2 separate regions of the Sus scrofa genome follow, and region 2 is linked to region 1. The links are chromatin contacts, called in public HiChIP or PLAC-seq maps. All regions are on one chromosome and are shown on one strand. The core of a region is the stretch at or near the end of the contact, and the rest is flanking DNA. Distances in the headings are between cores, read along the strand shown. Region 1 has its middle 7.8 kb from the start of RRP12. Region 2 overlaps ZFYVE27 (protrudin).

Evidence for each region. HiChIP or PLAC-seq counts read pairs in DNA pulled down with a chosen protein or histone mark.
Region 2: an H3K27ac HiChIP or PLAC-seq map of alveolar macrophages shows a contact between it and region 1. The contact joins two enhancer-like sites. A contact is called at or near these places in 2 of 5 promoter capture datasets (fetal liver and liver), 2 of 47 Hi-C or Micro-C datasets (embryonic fibroblasts and skeletal muscle) and 1 of 2 datasets of contacts at active chromatin or transcription factors (alveolar macrophages).

Annotation. Positions count from the first base shown.
Region 1 is chr14:108,811,943-108,814,642 of Sscrofa11.1, forward strand. No RefSeq gene overlaps it. Among named protein-coding and RNA genes, the nearest start is that of RRP12, 7.8 kb to the left of the region's middle. Within about 2 kb of position 1,444, at least 15 of the 83 cell types and tissues checked have an H3K27ac peak or open chromatin away from gene starts, as enhancers often do. A contact at or near this core is called in alveolar macrophages, where this site is marked.
Region 2 is chr14:109,095,751-109,098,450 of Sscrofa11.1, forward strand. It overlaps ZFYVE27 (protrudin), which reads left to right. Exons shown (of 13, transcript XM_005657447.3): 4 at 1,079-1,265. Among named protein-coding and RNA genes, the nearest start is that of ZFYVE27, 8.3 kb to the left of the region's middle. Within about 2 kb of position 1,346, at least 4 of the 83 cell types and tissues checked have an H3K27ac peak or open chromatin away from gene starts, as enhancers often do. A contact at or near this core is called in alveolar macrophages, where this site is marked.

The DNA.
Region 1 (2,700 bases), core at 194-2,693:
AAGAGGAGTTGAACCCATCTTGGACAGAAGAACAAAGAGGTCACGTACTCCCCCCAGCCCAGGATCAGGGAGACCCCAACTTCACATGCGCAGAGAGACCCCTCTGGGTCTGAAAGGGAGGGGGTGCCAGGCCATACTGAGTGTGGATAACCTTCCCGCCATGCCCTGCTTTGAAATCCATCTTGGCCAAAAGATGCACATGCAGATCAGGGGAGGGCCCCAGGTCGGGTCAGGTGCAGGAAAATAAAACAAGATAATTGGCCCAGGGAAGACAAAGACCCAGAAGAACTGCCCTATGGAAGTAAATTAAGTCGCCTCTCTGGCACACTCCTCACTCGGAGGGGTCACCTGCCCACTCACTTCTTTGGTGTGTATTACTGCTTTACTTCTGCCTTGGACTAATGGATTAATTCTCTGTATTTCTTTTTTTTTTGCCATTTCTTTGCCCGCTCCTGCAAGCATATGGAGGTTCCCAGGCTAGGGGTCTAATTGGAGCTGTAGCTGCTGGCCTACACCACAGCCACAGCAATGCCAGATCTAAGCTGTGTCTGGGACCTACACTCCAGCTCACGGCAACACTGGATCCTTAACCCACTGAGCAAGGCCAGGGATCGAACCCGCAACCTCATGGTTCCTAGTCGGATTCGTTAACCACTGAGCCACGACGGGAACTCCATGTACTGTGTTTCTAACAACAAACTTTATACCGATTTTTACCATCTTTGCCTCCTTAAAACAGTCTTACTTTCAACAGGGGGCAAGAATCAGGGCAATTCTGCTTTCAGCCTCTAGCTTGTCTGCCCAGGTTTGATTCCTGAACAGAGAATTTAAGATCTTTCTCCAAGCCATCACTCACTGCTGTCTCTCCATAATCAACCCCAGGGCCAGCAGGAAGGCCTCTTTTAGGTCAGTGGGGCCGTAATCTCTTTTGACACTAGGCAGGAGGAAAGAGACCTTGAGGCTTAGCTTCTGGCCCCACACAAAGAGGAAGCAATGGTTTCGATCAAGTTCTGAGGGCAGAAGGGCTTTGTTGCCCTGGGCAGCCCATCCTGACCCATGCAATGGAGTTACAACCGCTCCAGAGCATTTTCCTAACTGCTGGAGCTCTGTTAACGCCCAGGCTTTGGTCTTACGCAAGCTTGTCTTTGGAGCCACGTCCTAGGTGTGACCAGGGGCAGGCGGCTGAACTTTCTAAGCCACAGTTTCCTCATCTGAAAATGGGACTGCTGTTAGGAAGCTGAAATGAGATCACACACGTGCCAGATGCTTAGCACCGTGCCTGGCACAACACTGAGGCAGAAGGCCGAGTGTCCATGGCTTCTGGGCCAGCAACATTCCATTTGGCTAAGAAGAGCTTTTAGGAAGAAGAGTTTGCTTCTTAGAGCAAGTCGGGGGGGAATGAGCACGTGGCCTGATGTACAAAAGAGGAAGTGTGTTTCCCCTTCCGGTGCTAAGAGGGCTGGTATTTGGGCAAGACAGATGGGCTCTTGCTCAAAGCAGGGACTGTCTCAGGAGTTCTGTTGTGGCTCAGTGGGTTGAGAACTTGACTTGGAGTTCCTGTCGTGGCACAGTGGAAATGAATCTGACTAGGAACCATGATGTTGCGGGTTCAATCCCTGGCCTCACTCAGTGGGTTAAGGATCCAGTGTTGCCATGAGCTGGGGTGTAGGTCCCAGACACAGCTTGGATCTGGCATTGCTGTGGCTGTGGTATAAGCCAGCAGCTACAGCTCCAATTAGACCCCTAGCCTGGGAACCTCCATATGCCGCAGATATGGCCCTAAAAAGACAAAAAAAAAAAAAAAAAAAAAAGAACTTGACTAGTATCCATGAGGATGTGGTTCGATCCCTGGCCTCACTCAGTAGGTTGGGCTCTGGTGCTGCAAGCTGTGCCATTGGTCACAGATGCAGCTCAGATCTGTCATTGCTGGCTGTGACGTAGGCTGGTGGCTCTGGCTTGTCTCTGATTTGACCCCTAGCCTGGGAACTTCCATATGTGTCAGGTGAGGCCCAGAAAACCAAACCAAACCAAAAAACAAACAAAAAAACCCATTGGGGACGCTCTCCAAGGTGGAGACCACTCTTGCTTCCACCTGATGGTAGATGTCCATGGCTGGACTAAGGGAATCTGGGTAAGGACAGACAGCATGATCGCCCTTGTTACCTGACATCCTGATTACCCAAAACTCAACCTTCCTCTAAAATTAAATCTTTCCTCACTTACTCCTTTGAACCCCTGATTTTTGCCAAGGCCTCTTTATCAGTAAGGAATCATTTTCTGTTGCTATAACAGAGAACATGGTTACAGTGGCTTAAACACATAGGGTCAATTCATTCATATGTAGAAAATCAAGAGGCAGGTGTGTAGTCCAGGCTGGTATGGTGGCTCCACAGATTGGGCCCCCTCATTTTCTGTTCCACCCTCCATGGTGTGTGACTTCTATCCTCAGTGTCACCTCATGCTCCAAATATAGGCTGCAGGAGCCCCAGCCATCACATCACAATCCAGACCAAGACCCAGAGTCAGTAAAAAGGAAGGGAGGAAGAGCCAAATCATACCTCCTAGCCAAGTCAGCTCCTCCCACCCCCATTTTTTTTTTACAGCCACAGTGGCAGCATATAGAAGTTCCTAGGCTAGGGGTCAAATGGAAACTACAGCTGCAAGCCTGCACCACAGCCAAGCAATGCCAAATCCGAGCCA
Region 2 (2,700 bases), core at 96-2,595, 280 kb after region 1:
ACATGGGGTGAAGGTACCAGAAAGGTGAGCTGATCAGGAATTTTTGCCACGTCTATTGATTTTCAGTGGCTCAGCAGGTGAACCCGGCGGGGGCTGCTGGGCATTCACCAGTGGTGAGAGGTCTGTGGCATGAAGCCTTTGAGGTTGGTGGGTGGACAGGTGGGTAGCTGGAGTAGCTCCTGGGGACCTTTCATGACAAGATATGCTGTGATCCAGACCTTTCGGTTGGAACTGGCAGATGGCTGCAGGAAAAGCCCAGCCACTCAAGGGAAAATAAAAGACCTGGGACAGAATGTTCTGAGGAGCTGGGTCCTTTATTCTTGCATTTCTCACGTGTCTCCATTGCTTCCTGTGGTTTCAGTGGGTTGAAAAGAAACCCAGTTCACATAGGACCTCATCTTCTGTGTCTTAGTGGGACTCTTCTTTGCCTGGTTGAAACTCAGGTATCCTTCCCAGGCTCTTAGATTTTTCTGAATGTATTTCCAAAATAAATCAGTTCAGATGGCAGGTGTTTAACAACCATTTACTCTGCAGTTCTCTGTTAGCTTGTTTGGGGGGTACCATGGAACATGGAAGAAGTGCCTTCTTTGGATTTTCTTTCAGCCTCACCATTTCTCAATCCACAGTGGTCTGTGTTATCCTTAGCTCCAGAGGAAGGCTCCCAATCTCCCCTGTGGCCCAGAGGTCAGAAAGTCAGTCGTCAGGAACTCCTAGTGTCCAGATTCCAGACTCGAGTCACCTGCTGTATGTTATGTGCTAGTGTAGGGTATTTAATATTTTTTAAAATGGTCTGGAGCTACAGCAGTGACCAGATGGGCAAAGTCCCAGCCCTCAGGAGTCTGTATTCATGGAGGAGCCAGTGACCATACCTGTAATCTGCCACGTGGTGATACATTCTGTGAGGAAATCTGAAGCTGGGTTTTAGGGCTGGAGAGTGAGCGTGGAGTTACTGTTTCACACCGAGTGATTGGGGAAGGTCTTTTCGGGCAGAGCCCTGGAGGAGGCGGGGAGGTGAGCATGTGAATGGAGGCTCCTGGCCCTTGCTCCCTGCTTATCTGCAGTGCTCTTGCTCCTCTAGGTGCATGGTACTCAGTGGGCGCCCTGATGATTTCAGTACCCGCCCTGCTGGGCTACCTGCAGGAGGTCTGCCGGGCACGGCTGCCCGAGTCTGAGCTGATGCGGAGGAAGTACCATAGCGTGAGGCAGGAGGACCTGCAGAGAGTGCGCCTGTCCCGTCCCGAGGCCGTGGCTGAGGTGAAGAGCTTGTGAGTATGGAAGGGGCCAGGGAGGTGAGGAACAGTGACAGTACTAGCTGCCACCACACCGAGTGCTTGCTGTATTGGGCAAACCATGAATGTTATTTCCTTTCCTCTTTTTAACAGTTCTAGGCAGTAGCTACTATGATTGTCCTCCCTTTATGGATGAGGAAAAAGGCTTACACAGCTGGAAGTGACTCAGCTGGGATGGGAATCCAGAGGTAGCTGATTTCATTTTGGAGTCTGTACTAAGCACTTGGACACATGAGCCACTGCCTGGGTTCAAATCCCAGCTCTTCCGTTTACTTGCTGTGTGACTTAGGGCAAGTTGCTCAGCCCTCCTGGGCCTCAGGTTCCTTATCTGTTAAATGGGATAATACCTCATAGGTGGTTGTGGAGACTAAAATGAGTGTCTGATACCCAGGAAGTGTTCAGTAAATATTAGTCATCATCACTACGCTGTGGGGGAACTTCCTGCATGTGACAGAGCTGGTCCTTCTGAGGAAGCACCTTAAGACTGTTGGGTAATGTTAACGGTAGCAATTTCAGTGGCTCTCTTGACACACAGCAGGGGTTCTCATCACCCCCCCCCCCAACCCCCAGGCAGCAGAGGCATCTACAGAGCTCCAGAAAACCTCCACCTCCAGAGGTGGAGCGCTGGGCCCCACCTCTGAAATTCTGAGTCAGTTTATCTGGAGTGGGGCCTGGGTATCTGCAGTTTTTCAAAAAACCTTTTTACTTTGAAATAATTTTAAACTTACAGAAGAGTTCCAAGAATATTACAAAGAACTCCCATTTGCCCTTTCCCCAGATAGAGCAGTTATTAACATTTTGCCACATTGGCTTTTATCTTTCTCTCTACACTAAAACATTATTTTTTTCTTCCTGAACCGTTTGAAAGTAAGTTACAAACATCTTGCCTATTTACCCCAAATACTTCAGTGTGTATTTTGTGAGAACAAGGACATTTTCTTATCTGTCCTCAGTCCTGTAATCAACATTAGAAAATTGACATTGATAACATTAACATGGGTACTATTCTCTAATAACTGTTCATGATCACATTTTGCTAGTTGTATTAATAAGGTCTTTTAAATAAATTTCTCCTGATCTAGGATCCAGTCCAGACTCACATTGCATTTAGTTTTTATGTCTCTCTCTCTCTTTTTTTTTTTTTTTGGTCTTTTTTGCCATTTCTTGGGCCGCTCCCGAGGCATATGGAGATTCCCAGGCTAGGGGTTGAATCGGAGCTGTAGCTGCCAGCTTACGCCAGAGCCACAGCAACGCAGGATCTGAGCCACATCTGCGACCTACACCACAGCTCACGGCAACGCCGGATCGTTAACCCACTGAGCAAGGGCAGGGATTGAACCCACAAACTCATGGTTCCTAGTCGGATTCGTTAACCACTGCGCCACGACGGGAACTCCCAGTTTTTATGTCT